Regions from separate parts of the Mus musculus genome. Here region 2 is linked to region 1. A link is a contact called in public HiChIP or PLAC-seq data. All regions are on one chromosome and are shown on one strand. Each heading gives the region's core, a stretch centred on a gene start, on an enhancer-like site or on the middle of the called end of the contact. The rest is flanking DNA. Distances are from core to core; before and after follow the strand shown. Region 1 holds the start of Plcb2 (phospholipase C, beta 2). Region 2 holds the start of Rhov (ras homolog family member V).

Region 1 (2,935 bases), core at 81-2,580:
ATTTCTAAGCTAGCTTTCTTTGAGAAGTTCACTACTTTTATTGGGGGTGGGGTGGGAGGTGGGCAGGCTCTCTTGTAGCCTAGTCTTGAACTCCTGACCCCATCCCTCTAGTGCCAGAGACCCACAGTTTACCTTTTGATTCTCACTAACCCTAACTAACCTGTTCATCTAAACCTGTTCTCTCTTGCCCGCCCCTACTCTCATGCACTGGCTCCTAGCCAGTAGTTCCAGGGCCTGGAGAGGGTAGTTCACAGTTGTCAGGGGTGGCACACAGACCCCTGATGGGACCTGTTGCAGAAGGCCAGGGCCTCAGAGGGGAAGGAAATCATGGGTTAAGCTTCTAGCCTCCCCAACGGTGCTAAGCCATTTGATAAGAGTGCATTATTAGGTAAGAGGAAGTGACTGGGGCCTGAGCTGGGCTGGAACTGAGCCTCTGGGATAGATATGGACGATGTAAGGATCACAACACCTAGAACCGAACTGGGTTAGAGTGGGCTAAACCCTGAACAGGGGGCTAGAGCAGGCTCTGGTCTGCCTCTCAGAACCTCTCTCCTCCAGGATCTGTGTGTGAGGCAACACAGTGCATGAAGGAACACTCCAGTGCTGGCGGCAGCAAAGGGCCTCTTAGGCTGTGAGGCAGCTGCTGGGCAGTGGAGTTTTTAGGTATTCATTGAAAGGTTCAAAGATGCAGAGAAGTGTCATGGGTGAGAGGCATACTGCCTCACCTGGCTCTCATTTTCATGGGGAGGAAGCACTGAGAAAGAGGAGCTGGGTGTCCGAGAGACTTTGCTTATTCAAAACACTCAGTGCCAGCTGGGACCCGGCCCATCCCTGACTCCCACTTCCAGATCCCGCCCTCTGAGGACAGAACCCCTGCTCTGTGGAGGACCCTTTTCCTAAAGAACTGTTTGTGTTCTTGCCTCAGCCCAAGGCTCAGGAATGGTATCTCCCACCCCCCTCCATGATATATCACTTTCTTCCATTGGCGGGGGGGGGGGGTGTGTAAATCTGAGTAAAGCCTGTCTTTGTAACGGGGTCCTGGCCCCAACATTTCTAGATCTCATAGCCCGCCCCTCAGTTCACAGCAGCCCAGAGAAGGAAGCCCAGAGCAGGAAGTGCTGAGGCAGGGGGTGGGGGAGGAACTCCCAGGAGGGGAGCTCAGCCCCCTTGGGCAAAACAGCTACTGCAGCCCCCGGCTTCAGGAGGAGGAGGAGGAGGAGGCTGATTTACAAGGCAGATCAACTGGGCCCTGGCCTGAAGCTCTGAGTCCTGCATCCAGCTACTGCCACCCCGCAGGCTATAAGAGCACCCGACTTCCGGACCAGTACTGGGCGGGTGCCATGTGAGCCTAGCCTAAGCTTCCTCTCCTGTTCACCCTTCTTCCTTCTCTTCTCCTGTCCCCTGGAGAGGTTTGCCCAACCTCTCCAAAGAGGGACACTTGACATCATGTCTTTGCTCAACCCTGTTCTATTGCCCCCTAACGTGAAGGCATATCTGAGCCAAGGGGAGCGCTTCATCAAGTGGGACGATGTGAGTAGGGTTCGCCTCCCCCCCCTCAAATCCCCAGCCCCCGGGACGGTGGGGGCTGGGCTGCTTGGGAGCTTTGCAGAACGGAGGGTTGGTTTATGTCTTCCCAGCACCCAGGCGCCTATGTGTCTGTCACAACAGTCTATCTAGATAAACAAGTCTGGGGTGAGGGTGGGTGCTCCTGGCTGCTGTAGGGAAGGAAGCCTCTGTGTTTGGGAATAAGAGAGGGGGCTATGTGTGTTTGTGTGTGTGTGTGGGGGGGAGTCAGAGTCAGAAATCTTTGGACCTGATTTGCCCTTTTCAAATCCCCGAAGATGATAAAGGTTTGTTTCTAGTAACTTCAGTGTTGGTAGGGGGAATGCATGTCCCTCTCCTCCCACCTCAGCTGAGATCAGGAAGAGAGGTCAGTCAGGTCCTCTTCCCAGCACGGACACCCCAAATTTGCTCTGGCAGGAGGCCCATAACCAGCTGCACCATCCCAGTGTGCAGAACAAACTGTGTCCTGTCCCAGGGAAGCCATATTCTATCTCAAGCTACTACTGTGGCAAGAGTTACAAAAGGGCCGTGGATCCAGTTGAAAACGGGAGGCTCAAAGACTGGGGTCTGAGAAGGAACTTACTGACTTCTGCTTCCCCCATGGTGGCTCAGCTCAGCTCAGCCTTCTATTACCTGCCAACCTGTCATCCGGCCGGGGAGGGAAGACCATCTGCACCCCAGCCCAGAGTCTGCGCCTTCCTAACTCGTCTCTGGTCCTTCTGGGCTGAAGACACAGCCACTAACCATAGAATCTTTTGGTCTAAGAAGAATAAAATGAGAACTGTCACTCAGAGAGGGATAGGCCTCCTTAAGAGTGCTCTAGCCTGGCCTCAGGAAGGCCTGATGTTCTCAACAGCGCATGACATTTAGGAGGTCACCTACAATTACTTCAGCTCCCTGGATTGGCTAGTCTAGTTTCTCTATGAACTGAGGGGAGTCTGAAGCTAGACCCTTCAGGGCTTTGTTACGTTAAGGCATCTGGCTGTCAAAACTGTGGGGATGGGGCCCTGGCATGAAATGCTTTCTGTTTCTCTAGAAGTTGGTCTCTAGAAGTTTTGGTTGGTGTGGCATGGTGGTGGCATGCTGGTGACATGGTGGTGATGTGGCGTGTCTCAGAGTCTATGGAAGGAGGAAAATGACTCACAATGAAAAGTGAAGTGACTCTCTCAGTTCCTCTGGGAAGCCTGTATAACCTGAGGGGGGCTGTAGGTCATCAGGGATAAGGCATGTGATTCTTTCTCCAACCTGTGTGTCTGGTTGACCAATTCCCTTCCCCAACCCAGAGTGCTGTGTGGTCCCTGAACTCTGACTTGCATGAGCAAGAATGTCCCAAGCCCAGGCATGGGACACATGACCTATGAACCAGGTTTTG
Region 2 (2,932 bases), core at 81-2,580, 540 kb before region 1:
TACACATAAAAATAAGTCTTTAAAAATATTCAAAATAGGGCTGGTGAGATGGCTCAGTGGGTAAGAGCATCCGACTGCTCTTCCAAAGGTCCGGAGTTCAAATCCCAGCAACCACATGGTGGCTCACAACCATCCGTAACGAGATCTGACTCCCTCTTCTGGAGTGTCTGAGGACAGCTACAGTGTACTTATGTATAATAAATAAATAAATAAATAAATAAATAAATAAATAAATAAATAAATAAATCTTTAAAAAAATATTCAAAATATATTTGATAATGACAGTATAAAATCCATTGTGAAGTTCCACACCTTTTGTCTGAATGGCTATTCTATCTGTATAGAAGTTCATTGGCCATCGGTCATCTCTCCAGCCCATTTATATGTGTGTGTGTGTTGTGTGTGTATACGTGTGTGTGTGTGTGTGTGTGTGTGTGTGTAGCTAGACATTACATAGGGCTCGACAGGCACTCTACCATAGATGACATCACCAGCCCCTATAATATATGTATGTGTATATATTTTTGTTTCTTTGTTTTGAGACAGAGTTTCACTCTAGTCCTAACTGGCCTAGAACTTACTATGTAGACCAAGTTGGCCTCAAACACACAAGATCCTTATGCCTCTCTCTGCTCCTCCCTCTGTTCCTGCCACCCCAGTGCTGGGAATAAAGATGTGGACCAGCCCCATGCCATGGTATTTGTTTATTTGAGACAGGGTCTCACATTATAGTCCATCTGACTCTGTATCACAGAAGATGGCCTTGAACTTGTGATCCTTCTAGGGTGCTGGGGTTAGAGGAATGCACCGCCAAGCCAGTACTAGGATCAGACCCAGGACTTTATATGCTAGGCAAGCACTCTGAGCTACATTCTCAGCTTCAATCTCAGTATATTAACAAAATAGTTTATTAGTAAAATTACTATTCTGATGTTTAGTACTTGTACATATATATATATATATATATATATATATGTATATATATACATATATATATATGTGTGTGTGTGTGTGTGTGTGTTACTAACTTAGAAGAGATGAATGTGATGTGTTTAATTTGAACATGCAGTATTATGGATTCTGTAGCTGCATCTTCCTACTAACAATAAATTGTGGATTTACCAAAATATCATATGCCCGGTCTTTGTCCTTGTACCTTCGTGGAGCCTGGTTTTCATATTCCTTTCTTTTCTGGATGCTTGGTTTTTTTTCTGGGTGTTCTGCAGAGGGAGGCTCCAGGTCGGTGGGCGGGGTCCGGGGCACTAGGGACATGCAGATGAGGTGGGCGGGACCCAACTTATATACCTTCTGTCAGCCTCTAGCGGGCGTGCCCAGCTTGGACAGATTGTCAGCGTCCGGCTGCGGAACCTGCTTCCCCGAGTGCCGCGGAGCCTGGTCCGGGCTGGCCCCTCTGCTACCCCAGGAGCGGACCATGCCGCCGCGGGAGCTAAGCGAGGCCGAGCCACCGCCTCTCCCGGCCTCGACCCCTCCTCCGCGGCGGCGCAGCGCCCCTCCGGAGCTGGGCATCAAATGCGTGCTGGTGGGCGATGGCGCGGTGGGCAAGAGCAGCCTCATCGTCAGCTACACCTGCAATGGGTACCCCGCGCGCTATCGGCCTACAGCACTAGACACCTTCTCCGGTATGTTCTATAGCCCCGGGGCCCCTGAGGATGGGAAGGGTTGTGCATTCAGTAGCCTGCTGGCGGGAGGGTACGGAAGACCCCGGGAGCAGGCCCGGAGGTGGCGCTGGTGAGGCCTGCAGGAGGGACGAGGATGCTGTGCCTAAGTCATGCTTTCCCCTCCCCACCTCTGCAGTGCAAGTCCTGGTCGATGGAGCCCCTGTGCGAATCGAGCTTTGGGACACCGCAGGGCAGGTGAGAACCTGGGTGTAGCCTTCCTTGGGCAAGGGGTTGGAGAGGGTTGGAGGCTGGGAGGATCCCTGCGTGGAGTGGGAATGGAATAGGCTTTGGGCTTTAGCACTTTTAGGTCTCCACCCCCAAGGGAGAAGCAGATTCTGGTTCCAATGTGGAGGGAATGATGTTGCTAACAACTAGCCTTGCCACCCCAGGAGGACTTTGACCGGCTTCGTTCTCTCTGCTACCCGGACACCGATGTCTTTCTGGCTTGCTTCAGCGTGGTGCAGCCCAGCTCCTTCCAAAACATAACAGAAAAATGGCTGCCTGAGATCCGCACTCACAACCCCCAAGCACCCGTGTTGCTGGTGGGCACTCAGGCTGACCTAAGGGACGATGTCAATGTACTAATTCAGTTGGACCAAGGAGGCCGGGAGGGCCCAGTACCACAACCCCAAGCCCAGGGTCTGGCTGAGAAGATCCGCGCCTGCTGCTACCTTGAGTGCTCGGCCTTGACGCAGAAGAACTTGAAGGAGGTGTTCGACTCGGCCATTCTCAGTGCGATTGAGCACAAAGCCCGTCTGGAGAAGAAACTGAACGCAAAAGGTGTGCGCACGCTGTCTCGCTGTCGCTGGAAGAAGTTCTTCTGCTTTGTGTGAGCAGCTATGGCAAGAGATAGGCGGGTGGCCTGAGACTTCTGGACCCCGAGACATCGGGTACTGGCAGGGCCTGGCCAACCCCTGGAACTCAGTTCTCTATTGAACACAGGGCACATGGGCCTCAAAGCTGTACACCCTGGTGAGCCAGGGTGAGCTCTGTCTGTGCAGGGGCTGCCCCATTTGGATTTCTTTGGTCAAGACTCACAGGAAAATCCCAGCACTTTGATTTTCATGGGATAGCGCCATCAGCGTCAGTGCTGCTGAGCAGCTTGGGATGTAATTCTCAGTTTCTTATCCTGGGGCCACAGGTCAGTTTGGCTGAATGCAGGCCCCTCGGGGTCATCCCCCTCTCCTAGCACAGTGCGAGGATCAAGGAGAACAGTGGGGCATCTTGCAGGGCTGGCGGATGGTCAGCTTGAT

Evidence for each region. HiChIP or PLAC-seq counts read pairs in DNA pulled down with a chosen protein or histone mark.
Region 2: an H3K27ac HiChIP or PLAC-seq map of microglia shows a contact between it and region 1, with 7 times the contacts expected there. The contact joins the promoter of Rhov here to the promoter of Plcb2 in region 1. A contact is called at or near these places in 1 of 39 promoter capture datasets (liver) and 3 of 115 datasets of contacts at active chromatin or transcription factors (bone marrow-derived macrophages, memory CD8 T cells and microglia).

The regions. Positions count from the first base shown.
Region 1 is chr2:118,726,833-118,729,767 of GRCm38.p6, reverse strand. It overlaps Plcb2 (phospholipase C, beta 2), which reads left to right and starts at 1,330. Exons shown (of 32, transcript NM_177568.2): 1 at 1,330-1,530. The coding sequence starts at 1,447.
Region 2 is chr2:119,269,624-119,272,555 of GRCm38.p6, reverse strand. It overlaps Rhov (ras homolog family member V), which reads left to right and starts at 1,330. Exons shown (of 3, transcript NM_145530.2): 1 at 1,330-1,640; 2 at 1,816-1,874; 3 at 2,069-2,932. The coding sequence starts at 1,433. The coding sequence ends at 2,512.